Linked DNA regions of Mus musculus: regions 1, 2 and 3 are each linked to region 4. A link is a contact called in public HiChIP or PLAC-seq, Micro-C and promoter capture Hi-C data. All regions are on one chromosome and are shown on one strand. The core of a region is the stretch at or near the end of the contact, and the rest is flanking DNA. Distances in the headings are between cores, read along the strand shown. Region 1 holds the start of Tfcp2l1 (transcription factor CP2-like 1). Region 2 overlaps Tfcp2l1 (transcription factor CP2-like 1). Region 3 overlaps Clasp1 (CLIP associating protein 1). Region 4 holds the start of Gli2 (GLI-Kruppel family member GLI2).

Region 1 (3,099 bases), core at 545-3,044, 430 kb after region 4:
AAGTTATCAAAATGGAAGAACAAGCGTAAGGCCCAAGGTTCATCCCAGCACTACAAAAAAATAAACAAACAAAAAAACAATAAAAATTAAAAAATAATAATATGAAATTAAAATTTTAAATTCTGAAAAAGAAAAACAAGGAAAGCAAAGAAAAATATTCTTGCACTAACACAGATACACAGGGCGCAAGGAAGTCAAACTACTTGAAGGTAAAAAACAAAAACAACACCAGCTTCCAGTGGGGAGTATGGTTGGTCTTTACCCATTGCTTCCTCAAAGCACCCAAAGAAACAGTGCTGCTTTGTAGTGGCTCTCAGGCTCTCAACCTCAACGTTTGCCTTCCTCCTTTCATGCTAAGTCAAAATCTTAAAAGTATCTGAGTTGGCTCACAAAACTTCCATCTCAGGCACAGATACATAAACCACACCACGCCTCAAACAAGGATAATGTTTTATGCAACTAGATTTCAAATACTTCCGCTCAAGGTCACCTTCAACTTCATTTTTAAGATAGGATGAGATTAAATACCTAATGGCTACTCACAACAATCCAAAAGAAACCACAGGTAACCCTATAGAGTGTAATACAGTTAGCATATATTTATTCTATAGCAATTTTAACTGTGGGCTCAACACCACCACCGGGATCTGCAGTCTCATGTCCCTAGTTTGATTACCATTTTCAATGGTTTGGAGTTATTTTTTAAAAGAAAAAAAAAAAAAAACTGAAGATACACCAGTGAAACCTGGCCAACCCTCGGCTTTCTAAGAAGGGGCATGTCTTCCTAGAGGAGTTCTGAACATACATGAATCAGAAGCCAGGAAGTACAAATAACAAAGAAATCCAAAAGAGGAGACTTGGGGGGGGGGTCCAAAGAAGCACTTAAGGGTCTGTAGTTAGGGCTGACAGCCCCTGGGATGTCTTCTTGAGCCCACATCAAACACACTTTGGGTTAAGTACGGCACATATAATAAACTGTGACTAGGATGGAAATAAAGACAGGTTGAAGCTGGTTCTGGCGAGTTCAGAAAAAGAAATGCCTGCCTATTAGCCCTGCAGCCAGCTGCACCATAGCGAGGGGGATAAAAAAATCAAAGAATCCCGGAGTCACCAAAGCAATTTGGGGAGGTGAGGAAGTTCTATTTCCTAAAAGAGGGAGTTCAGAGAACTTTGCAAAATCCCGCGGGACCCTCTTCCCTTAAAGTGCGCTAGCGAAATCCCCACAGAAGAGGAGATTTCTAGGGGCCATACCAAGTTGACCCCGAGCAAGGGCAGCCACCCCCTGAAGCCCGAGCCCTCAGGGCTGCAGCGCAGACCTGCTCCCGCTATCCACCTGTGGGCCCAAGGGCCGAGAAGAGCAAAGAGCGGGCGGGGCCTGGCTTCCCGGGACACTCCAGCTCCTGATAGATGAGGCAAGTTTATTTCTCCTATTGGAGTGGGGAAGGGAGAGGAAAGGCGACGAAACCCGGCTGGGGACACAGCGAGTGGCAAGGAAACCTCGAAGAAGCAGCCCGCGGGCATCAGTGCGCCTCTTCCCCGACCATTCCCTAGGGGCCTCCCGGAGGGCCCTTCTCTGGAGGCCTGAGGTTAGTCAGCGCTCGGACCCCGATCGTAGGCAGGTGTTGCCACGTCTTACCGCAAGTAGCTGCCAGAGTTGTGCTGGTTGTAGTGTTCGGGCTGCGTGTGCCAGAACAGCATGGCTGAGGCTTCCGCAGCACCGGCCGGGGCGTGGCACCGAGCTGGACGCGGCAACCCTGGCCGCCGTCCACCTTTAAGCAGCACCCACTCGAACCTGAGTGGGCTGCGGCCGGCGCCTTTTATAGGCCGTCAGGTGGGCGTGGCATTAGGGGCGTGGTTATTGCAGGGCCGTCCCTACGGCTAGCACGGCCGGAGGGAGGCGCTGAGCCGCACCTGCCGGAGCTGTGCCTTTCTGGGAGCTGGCACTTGCTTAGCTACTGACCCTGGGGACACAGCCACTCTCGCTGTGGCCTACTGGCCTCTGAGCTTCCACGCTGAGCCCAAGGCAGTTGCTCAGGGCGAGATTGTGGCCAGGAGCACCTAAGCACTCCCCTTAACGTTTTTGTTTTTCCTCGCTCTGAACACTGACCTTATACCCTTTTTTCTCTGTTGCTTTTACTTGTCTTTAACTCCATGACTAGCTCACTGAGCATATCATACATGAAGTCACCTAGCATACACAAAGCTCTAAGCCCAGGTGTGGTACAACAGGTCTCTAATCCCTGCACTGGTAGAGGCAGGAAGATCCAAAATTCAAGGTCATCTTCTGCTGCACAGTATATAAAATAAAATAATAAAAATAAACTTAAAAGAGATGCCTGGGCCTCTTACTCAGAGCCCAGAATCAGTCCTTAGTCTGAGTCCAGATGAGCCTAGGAAGCATCAGAAAAGAAAGTTTCAGACAGGTTTGTGACAGTCCTTCTTTGACAAACTGGGCTCGTGTGACATGCAGAAGAGTTTAGGAGATGGGATGAAGTGTCCAGGTGTCAGAAACACGGGAGGCAACGGGAGGTAAGATTCTCTTTCCACTTCCTTTAATAGGGTTGTTTTTAAGTCTCTGTGTGTGGGTGGGTGGGTGGGTGGGTGTGTGTGGGAAGGACACTGTGCCTTAGTGTGTGTGCAGTGTAAACAGCTTGCAGGAGTCATTTCTTTTTCTTCTACAATGGGAGTCTGGCTATGCAACTCAGCAAGGACCTGTGCTGTGCTGCTGTGCCTGCCACCTTTCTGCTCCTTTAAGATTTTGGATGTTCTTTATAATTGGCTTTTGGAAAGTCGAGTCTGCCTGAATGTGAACAGTAGTAGGCCATGGGTAGATGGGCAAGCAGAAAGGTACACAGTTCCTAGAGGTGAACCCACAGGGTGATGTCTCAGGACCTCATTAGGCATACGTTCTGCTTAATTGAATGAGTCTATAAAGACTTCCTGGGCCTGCAAGCATAGGCACACAAGTCCCCCTTCCTTTGCTGGCTCTGCACTGTCTCCAGCCACAGGTTGCTGCTCTGTGAGAAACCCTTGGGATACTCCCTGTCTGCCTCTCCAGGGACCACCTCTGCTGCTCTTGATGCTCCTAGAGGTCACATG
Region 2 (2,810 bases), core at 311-2,810, 410 kb after region 4:
AAGGCTTACACATACTAGGTCCAGACTGACCTCCCTAACCCTCACAGAATCTGCAAATTTCTGAGATTAAATGAGTTTGTTATCATGCCTGGTTTTCCACCATACTTTTTGAGATAAGAGTTCACCAGTCCAGCTAGACTGATAAGCCAGCAAACCCCAGGGACCTAGCAGTCTTTACCTTCTCTGTACTGGGAATACCAGAGCCAGTTCTTTTTTCTTTTAGATTTAATTTAAAATTTTCAAATCTATGGGTGCATGTGTGCATGCCTGCAGAGGCCAATAGAGGGTGTTAGGGCCACTGGAACTGGAGCTATAGGCTGTTGTGTGGCTCTTTTATGGGTGCTGGGTCCTCTGAAAGAGTATCAGTCAGCAAAAGAGGGACAGGATGAAGCAGAATTAATAATTCCTTAGTAGACTAGGAGATGGGAAGGCTAGGTCCACCCTGACAATGGACAGGGCATCTGAAACAGGCTGGCACATGCAGGTGGCATGGGAGAGAACTCTGAAGAATAGATAGAGTGTCTGTGGTCAAGGGAAGGAAGGAGTGACCATGACAGAAACTCCAAGCAAAGTGCAGCAAGGCCCGGGGATTTCCTCTGGAGAGCATTAACGAGCAGCTTCACTCATGGGAACACAGTGGTGCTGGAGACTACTGGGATATTGATTTGACAAGCAAGGTCTCTCAACTAGCCAACAGCAGAACTAGAAACCAGGAGCCCCACTGGATTAAGGTGGAGACTCACAGAGGTTCGTTCCCCAGACAAACTCAAACACACAAAGGGTGAAAGGGCCAGGCTGTTATGTGTGATTCTTTTTCACCTTTTCTATCTGGAAGGCTTGTACTTAAGGCTATCACAAGAATCTTACAACATGTCTGTATTAAGATCTTTTCAACTAAGCAATTATTTGATAATGGAGAGGAGAAAATCATTACTGGAAATGAGAATTTTTATTTCAGAGCTATGAAACAAAAGTGGGGTTGCTTTGTTTCTGACACAGGGTCCTCACCTGATAATGACCTGGAGAATGAATGATCCTCCTGCTCCAGCTCCAGGGCATTTGATTACAGGTCACAGACACCACCGCCCTCAGTTTAAGGGGTTATGGGATACTGAGGGCAAACCCCAGGCTTTGTTCAGGGTAGGTGAACACTCTACCAACCAACTTGGTAGCCACTCGAGGTCTCAGCCAATCAAGTCACTTTTTAAACCTGAACCAATACTTTAAAGCATGCATTACATCTTCACACCGTAAATCATAATCATATACCATAAAAAGACAGTGGGGAACCATTGTCTTTGTGGGGTCTCCCACCCAGGTTTGTCTCTTGCAACTCTGACACTCTAAGACTTGGAGGGGTGACTGCCTAGCAAGGAATCTGGTGCAGTCTGGGAGGTCCGAGGATCCCAGCCTGGCAGAAGGAAGTAGATAAGCAAAGGGCAGTCAGGTGACACCAGAAAACAGCCTCAAGGAAATTCCCTGGGAAGACTTGCCCGCCCAGCCCTCTACTTCAGATTGTTAAAGGCCTGCCAAAGGAAAGCCAGGAAAGAGCCCCAGGTCACTTTGTGATGTAAACTAGCCCTTGGCTGGTGACTCCCAGCCCAGCCCAGGGAGCCAAGGTGACCTGGGAGTGGCTAGAACAGAGTCAGGACTCACACCACTCTCTCAAACAAGGGTGGCTGAGCCCTGCTGACCCCTTCCTTCTTCAATCCCAGGGCTCTAAGTACTGTCCCGCCAAGGAGGCGTGGGGACTCTCTGGAAGAATTTAAGTTCAGCCTGACTCCATACCTCCATCCATGGGATGACTGGAAACATGCCTGCCCAAAGGGGCCTAAACCACCAGAAGGAGAAAACAAATGTCTAGGTTCTATTGGCTTTGCCTGCTATCTTACAGTGGCAGAAGGGGTAGTGAAACACACACACACACCTCATTTTTCTTCTTTTCCTTAAAGTAACCCACACTATTGGTTGTGGCAGTATCAAAGTTCCTGTGAAGGCTCAGGTAGAAACTACAATCAGTAACAAGTCCCAGTGGCAAGGACCCTGCCATTAGAATATGGAAGCATCTCAGTACCACGCAAGCAGGAAAGAGCACAGCTGAGTTTCAACAAAACATTTTACTGGTTCCTGGTGGCAGTCAGAGGGTAACCTGTGGGACAGGGTTCTCTCCCTATACCATGTATGTTCTGGGATTGAACTCAGGCATGATGAAAAGCATGTAAGGGGAGGTTCTGTTGCTAGGGTCTAGCTCTCCAATTGATTCTTGACTTGTCAATAAAGAAGAGGGTGGGCAATTGCTGGACAGAAGGTACAGTTGGAACTTCCAGGTCCCCAGAGAAAAAGGAAAGGCAGGGAAAGGGGTGGTGGGCTTTTCTGACATGCTTTGACTGAGAAGAAAGCAGTAGTCATGTAAGGTCTCAGGGCAGCTTGGGCGTGTGGCCTCCGCTATGGGCAGGAGCCAAGGAATTTTCAGGCAGGAGGTATCTGTGCCCAGCACTTGTGCCTTTAGAGGCATATTCTAAAGGTAACAGAGCTGTGTGTGTGTGTGTGTGTGTGTGTGTGTGTGTGTGTGTGTGTGTGTGTGTGTGTGTGTGTTTTATCCACGGATGCAAGGGTCTCAGGAGTGGGCCGGTAACACAACTCCTCCAGTGGGAAAGAGAAACCAGGTCAGTGTTAGCAGCTGGATCCCAGAGCTAAGCCAGGAGAAACAAGAAGGAGCCAAGAGGGGCTGGTAGCAGGGTCGCAGCTCTGGGGCAAAGGCTGTAGTGTGTTTTTAAAACTGCACAACACAAGCGCCTATATCTTTTGAA
Region 3 (2,795 bases), core at 233-2,732, 460 kb after region 4:
TCTCTCCCCCTCCCTCCCTCCCTTTGAGATAGGGTCTCATTTGCTCGGTTTGCTCAGTAGGCTAGCAATCCTATGGATATGCTTGTTTCTTCCTATCTAGTACAGTTGTCACTGGCTTTTTAATGTGGGTTCTGGAAATCAATTAGGTCTTCATGCTTTCATAGCAGGGACTTCACTAAGTAAGTAAACCATGTCTCCAACCCTGGAGTCACGTTTTGAGGACAGCTCCTTACATTCTGTACACCCCTAACCTCTCCAGAGTAGGGAGCCACAGAGGTTCAACATGTCAGCAAGCTACTGGCCAGTGACTGCAGAGGTGCTGGGACCTGGGAACCGCAGGTGGATTTTGTGAGCATTTTAGGTGTGTGGTTTCTCAGCTCTAATGTCAGCAGTAGGAATTTTACTCAAACAACCCAGACCAAGTTAAAAGGAAAAGACTCATAAGCATGAAATTTCATTTTGGGTCCTGCATTCTTCCACCCAGTTCTGTTGGCACTTGGCCACCAGGGCTAGCTCACCTCCTTGTGGGAGTCTTTGTGGGCTTCCAGAGTCTTCATGATCGTCAGTTCTGCATAGTTTTTGAATCTTGCTGGCTGGTTTCTCAGAATTTCCCGTAAAACTCTCAGTGCCAGAGCTCGAATGGAATGCTAGGTGTGAGAGGAAAAGAAATGTCACTTAATAGTGGCCCACAGCATGCAAGAGCCCCTCTACATGGACCACAAGTCTACTCAACATGGGCTTGCTGGACAGTCAACTCCAAGAGAGCAGGCACTGATGCATGGTGACATCTTCAGGACCCAGCATCTGGAGAGGCTGGCATGGGTTTCTCTAGAATGAGCCCCATACAGCAGATCAAGTGAAGATGGAACATCTAGTTCATGGTCAGTCCCTGTCCTTTCTAGACTTCCTGAAGCTTGGGTTCCTGAGTCATTCTTATGTAAAACAAGCACAGGGATGAGCCCAAAGCACCTGATCCTTTCATGGACAGGTCTGCCAAGCTGTGAGCTCTCTGAGGTCAGCTGGAGAACCGTGTTTGTTCCTGACCTTCTGGGTGATGAGGTCACCCATACAACAGGCTTCAAGCTCTTCAGTCATGTGTCTGGAGGAAAGCCATTTCAAACAGACGCCTAATCTCAAGAAGAGAGCAGAGTTTACTGCAAACAGAGCCAAGAAGCACATCCTGATTCCTTGTCACTCAACTGTGCACTGTGCAAACTCACACATAAAGCACCTGCCCTCCGCATGACATCATCCCATCGCCCCCCGGAGCCCAGCCAAGTGTAACTGCCTCCACAGACAGTACTTTGAAGAACAGATGGTGTGGGCCCTTTGTTACCATTCACTATCTTTACTTATCCCTAAGCCCCATCTTTAATCCCAAGAGTGAGAAAGCAATTCCGGGGCAGGCAGCATTCACTGCTGCCTGCGTCCCCGCTTCCTGCTGCCATCAGTCGCCACCACTGTGACCCTGGGTCTGGCCTATGACCTCTCACTGTGCTAGCTTCTCGGAACACCTCCCAGCCCTGTGCTCTAGCTGTTTCTGCTGGGCCATGCAAAACCAATGTGGAAAGTGGACCCTACTTATGATGCTTCATCCCAGTTGTTCCTTTGATTCTGTGTTGGTGGCCTGCTTCACATAGGCCACCCACAGTAGACCTTCCTCATCTGTACCCACTTCCACCAATATGAGCTACGGAGAATCAGGAATAGTCACGGCCCAGGCATGCTTCAAAGCCTTCTTTGACTTTCAAATATCCCAGAATGAAGGCTTGGTTTTACAACTATTAATACAGTTTTGGAACCTGTCATTTGCCCTGCTAACATTAACTCTAACACAGGCTCAGGGTGAACCAAATAAAATTTCCTGAAAGGCAGCACACAATAAGGCCTTTAAAAAATGTACCCTCTGGGGCCTAGCAAACACAGAAGTGGATGCTCACAGTCAGCTATTGGATGGATCACAGGGTTCCCAATGGAGGAGCTAGAGAAAGTACCCAAGGAGCTAACGGGATCTGCAACCCTATAGGTGGAACAACATTATGAACTAACCAGTACCCCTGAGCTCTTGACTCTAGCTGCATATGTATCAAAAGATGGCCTAGTTGGCCATCACTGGAAAGGGAGGCCCATTGGACTTGCAAACTTTATATGCCCCAGTACAGGGGAACGCCAGGGCCAGAAAAATGGGAATGGGTGGGTAGGGAAGTGGGGGGAAGGGTATGGGGGACTTTTGGGATAGCATTGGAAATGTAATTGAGGAAAATACGTAATAAAAAAAAAGTACCCTCTGGGCAGGCAAGAAGGTTTAGTGGGAAAGGCGCTTGCCACTGAATTCAATGACCTGAATTTAATCCCCAAAACTCACAGGCAAAAAGTGACTCTTGCAAATTGTCCTCTGATCTCTGTGTGTATGTGTCCACACATGCGCATGCATGCGCGCACACACACACAATTGAATAAATTAGTTTAAAAATTTAAAAATAAACATCTGCCTTCCGCTCGACTCGAGACTCGAGCCCCGGGCTACCTTGCCAGCAGAGTCTTGCCCAACACCCGCAAGGGTCCACACGGGACTCCCCACGGGACCCTAAGACCTCTGGTGAGTGGATCACAGTGCCTGCCCCAATCCAATCGCGCGGAACTTGAGACTGCGGTACATAGGGAAGCAGGCTACCCGGGCCTGATCTGGGGCACAAGTCCCTTCCGCTCGACTCGAGACTCGAGCCCCGGGCTACCTTGCCAGCAGAGTCTTGCCCAACACCCGCAAGGGTCCACACGGGACTCCCCACGGGACC
Region 4 (3,077 bases), core at 507-3,006:
TTGCTGCGAGCCTGGGTGGGGTCCTCAGCACCCACATGACAGAAGGAGAGAAACAGCCCCCTCTGCCCTGTCCTCTGACTGCTGCCAGAGGACTGTGACCTCACACCCTGTCCCACAAAATCAATATGTGGAATATAAACTTTAAATGTAAAACTCAGGGTCTTGGAAGTGGACCTCGGAAGGAGAGTATCCATAGCATTTGGAATGCCTTGGGCTATTTCATAAAATAGATACTGACTTGCAGAAACAAATAAAGCTAAGGGAGAGCCCACGGTGTAAACTGTGCCGTCCACCAACAGTGATCCAATCAGTGAGTAACATGGGCTGAGAAGGAGCTTTCTCTAAGGCAGGGTGGAATTGGTCTGGAGGCTTGGTTCTCTTGCTTTGAGAAGGAGGGGCTCGAAAGAGATGTGACCAACATTCTCAACAGGACACCTCTATTTAAATGGACCGACCTTAGATTATTGTGGGCAAGTTTCTAAGCGTCCTCAGGCATCAGTCACTCCACCTTTAAAAGGAGGATACCCTATGGCAGGCTAAGCAATACAAAGGAACTAGACCTCAGGAAGAAATATAAAGAAGTCCCGCGGGCAGCTTTCTAAGAGCAGAGCCCAGGAGAGGAAGCTGAGTCCCATGGCTTGGGAGGGCACGGCCATTTGCTGCCTGCTTGCTTCTTGGAGTGGACAGTTCTGGACTGTATGGAAAGCCGGGGCTACTTAAGCAAATGCTTTCATGAACAGCCTCATCTACACTTTGGCCTGCAACTTCGGTGAGCCTAATTCTTCCTTCTCCCTCTGATTACTTCCATCTGGCTGCAGCAGCTTCAATGGAGTCTCCGGGATTAAAAAAAAAAGAGAAAAAAAAGAAAAAGAAAAAGAAAAAGAAAGAAAGAAAGAAAGAAAGAAAGAAAGAAAGAAAGAAAGAAAGAAAGAAAGACCCCTCTCACTGCAAAACATAAGCAGCAAGCCTAAGGTTGGCGTCACTTGTCGCCGGCGTGCTCTCAGATGGCGGCGTGAGCGAGCCATGGCGAGGGGCGCCTGGGACCCCGGGCACCTGCACTAGCTGCCCGGGCGACGAGGGCCTGCGTGAATCCAGTCTTGCTTCCCAACCCACGTGTCTTCCTTCTGCTACGGCGCACAGAGGATCCGGGAGTTTTGGGAACAACCAGCGGAGGGCTGAGGGGGTTGGGAAGAAAGGGGGAGTTCAGATATTGAAACCAGCAGTCGCAGCGCCCGAGCTCCGGAGCTCATCTGACTTGAGTTAGCAACCCCCCAACCCGGCGCCTTAGAAAAAGTGTTTGAGACTGGCGTGTGCTCCTGTAGCTGGAACTTTCTGGTAGGGGTGCTTTATTTCCTCCGAACTGGGTTGGAAGAATCTGCGATAGTCCCAGCTCTTCTCCTCCAGAGTGGCGTCTGGGTCGTCACCCCCCACCCCCACTCCCTAACTCCTGGGTTCTCTGGTCCCCCGCTGGAACTTTCCGAAGGGGTGCTTTCCTTGCTGGAGCTGAGGTGGGGGAGAGTCTGTGTTCGCCCGCTGGCAATCCCCCTCCAGGGTGGTGTCCCCCCACCCCCAGCCTCAGAGGCAGGGTGCACGCGGCGGGGCGGGCAAGCTAAGGACGCGACGATCAGGGTTTGCCCAAGCTCAGCGCGCGGGGGCGCTGCGCCATCCCAGAGACGCTGATGGATTGCATGAGTGCCGGCGTTCGCCAGCCGAGGCAGCACGGCTCCGCGGACTTTTTTTCAAACTCCTCTCATCAATGAGACTTCGAGGAGGAGCGGGAGGCGGCGGCGGCGGCTACAGAGGACGCGGAGGAAGGCGAGGAGGAGCCAGAGGAAGGAGCACGGGTCGTGCGTAGCATCGCAGCCGCCCGGAGCTGCTGGCCTGGTGTCCTTAGGGACTGCCCGAGTCCCCCGCCCGCCTTGGTCCCCTCCTCTGCCTGGCCAGCCCCGCCCCGGCAGCCGGAGCCCCCGCACTCGGCAGCCCCACTCCAGCCAAGTTGGGATGGGGCCCTGCAACCACTGCCCGGCGCCCGAGAGGCCACCTGCATGCTAGAGGCAAACTTTTGTCTCCTCGGTAAAGTTGCATTGGCCTTCCCACCCTTCCTTTTTTCTTTTCTTTCTTTCTTTCTTTTTTTTTTTTTCCTCCCCTTACTCTTGGTGGCGAAGCACTTCCTAGCCTGGCCAGCTTCGGCTGAGATGCTGTGGCGGTCTTGGAGTGTCTCTCATCCGTTTACCGGAATCGAGATCGTGACACTGATTTTAGGGGGGCCGGCTAAAGAAGGCAACCCTGATTAGTGCCCTGGTCCAGCAGCGGCAGGGCTTAAGGAGGATCTTGGGGATCAGAACTCGTGGCCGGGGTCGATTTTATTACCACAGCCCTCCACTTGAGGGGAAGTGCTTCTTGTTCTTGGGTTGCTCGGGTAGGCCGGTCTTTGACCGGTGGTACCGCTTGGAGCCTGGAACTGTTTGGGGGCGACGTGGGGGCTGGGGTGCGCCGAAGCTCCCTTAGATGGGCAGCTGGGAGCGCGCCTGTGGGACTGTGCGGTGTGCTGCAACCGCCGCCGGCCACTTGGAAACTTGCAACTCTACTTCTCCGCGCTGCGAGTCCGCGTCCAGGAGCCAGTCTTTTCTTTCTTCCTTCTTTCCCTCTCGTTGAACCCTGTTGCCCCTTCCCTCCGCCGCCAGTCTCTGGACCTCGGTTCTGGCTTCCTTACCTTTCTCTCTTATCCTAGGTCTCCAGATCCCCTTGACTTCCAGAATGGATCCACGCGTAATCCTTCGCCGAGGGATCGGTTCCCCCTACTCCTCGCTTTCATCCTAGCCCCCACTTAACACCCCCCAAGCAATCTCTCAACAAGTATATTTGCTGAGGAATTTGAAAAATCCACTACTGCAACTTGATCTGTGTGTGATGGATGAGGAGCGGCGCGGACAGAGTTGGGCGCCAATCCTATTAAGGGTTTAGAGAGAGGGGAGCGTTTTTTTTCCTCCGGGATTGGGGGTGGGGGGAGGGACCGTGTGCTTGAGTGAGTTCGAGAGGGCTCCCGCCGCGCCGGGAGCTGGAAGTCCACCCAACTG

Evidence for each region. Promoter capture Hi-C pulls out the DNA fragments that hold promoters and counts their contacts. A called contact is a pair of places that touch in the nucleus more often than the background predicts. HiChIP or PLAC-seq counts read pairs in DNA pulled down with a chosen protein or histone mark.
Region 1: an H3K4me3 HiChIP or PLAC-seq map of embryonic stem cells shows a contact between it and region 4, with 8 times the contacts expected there. The contact joins the promoter of Tfcp2l1 here to the promoter of Gli2 in region 4. A contact is called at or near these places in 8 of 39 promoter capture datasets (the 3T3-L1 cell line, cranial neural crest, embryonic stem cells and 4 more), 4 of 484 Hi-C or Micro-C datasets (all in embryonic stem cells), 11 of 115 datasets of contacts at active chromatin or transcription factors (astrocytes, embryonic forebrain, embryonic midbrain and 1 more) and 2 of 9 other capture datasets (embryonic stem cells and liver).
Region 2: a Micro-C map of embryonic stem cells shows a contact between it and region 4, with 2.1 times the contacts expected there. The contact joins the enhancer-like site here to the promoter of Gli2 in region 4. A contact is called at or near these places in 7 of 39 promoter capture datasets (the 3T3-L1 cell line, cranial neural crest, hippocampal neurons and 3 more), 3 of 484 Hi-C or Micro-C datasets (all in embryonic stem cells) and 7 of 115 datasets of contacts at active chromatin or transcription factors (astrocytes, embryonic forebrain, embryonic stem cells and 1 more).
Region 3: a contact with region 4 is called in a promoter capture Hi-C map of hippocampal neurons, with 2.6 times the contacts expected there. The contact joins the enhancer-like site here to the promoter of Gli2 in region 4. A contact is called at or near these places in 4 of 39 promoter capture datasets (hippocampal neurons, liver, stem cell-derived epiblast-like cells and 1 more) and 4 of 115 datasets of contacts at active chromatin or transcription factors (craniofacial prominence, embryonic forebrain, embryonic stem cells and 1 more).

The regions. Positions count from the first base shown.
Region 1 is chr1:118,626,640-118,629,738 of GRCm38.p6, reverse strand. It overlaps Tfcp2l1 (transcription factor CP2-like 1), which reads right to left and starts at 1,794. Exons shown (of 15, transcript NM_023755.2): 1 at 1,637-1,794. The coding sequence starts at 1,698.
Region 2 is chr1:118,646,946-118,649,755 of GRCm38.p6, reverse strand. The region is part of intron 2 of Tfcp2l1 (transcription factor CP2-like 1); the gene reads right to left. Among named protein-coding and RNA genes, the nearest start is that of Tfcp2l1, 20 kb to the right of the region's middle. Within about 2 kb of position 1,560, at least 44 of the 459 cell types and tissues checked have an H3K27ac peak or open chromatin away from gene starts, as enhancers often do. A contact at or near this core is called in embryonic stem cells and stem cell-derived epiblast-like cells, where this site is marked.
Region 3 is chr1:118,588,273-118,591,067 of GRCm38.p6, reverse strand. It overlaps Clasp1 (CLIP associating protein 1), which reads right to left. Exons shown (of 43, transcript NM_001359328.1): 40 at 519-647. Among named protein-coding and RNA genes, the nearest start is that of Tfcp2l1, 38 kb to the left of the region's middle. Within about 2 kb of position 1,482, at least 22 of the 459 cell types and tissues checked have an H3K27ac peak or open chromatin away from gene starts, as enhancers often do. A contact at or near this core is called in embryonic stem cells, hippocampal neurons and liver, where this site is marked.
Region 4 is chr1:119,052,298-119,055,374 of GRCm38.p6, reverse strand. It overlaps Gli2 (GLI-Kruppel family member GLI2), which reads left to right and starts at 1,756. Exons shown (of 14, transcript NM_001081125.1): 1 at 1,756-2,073.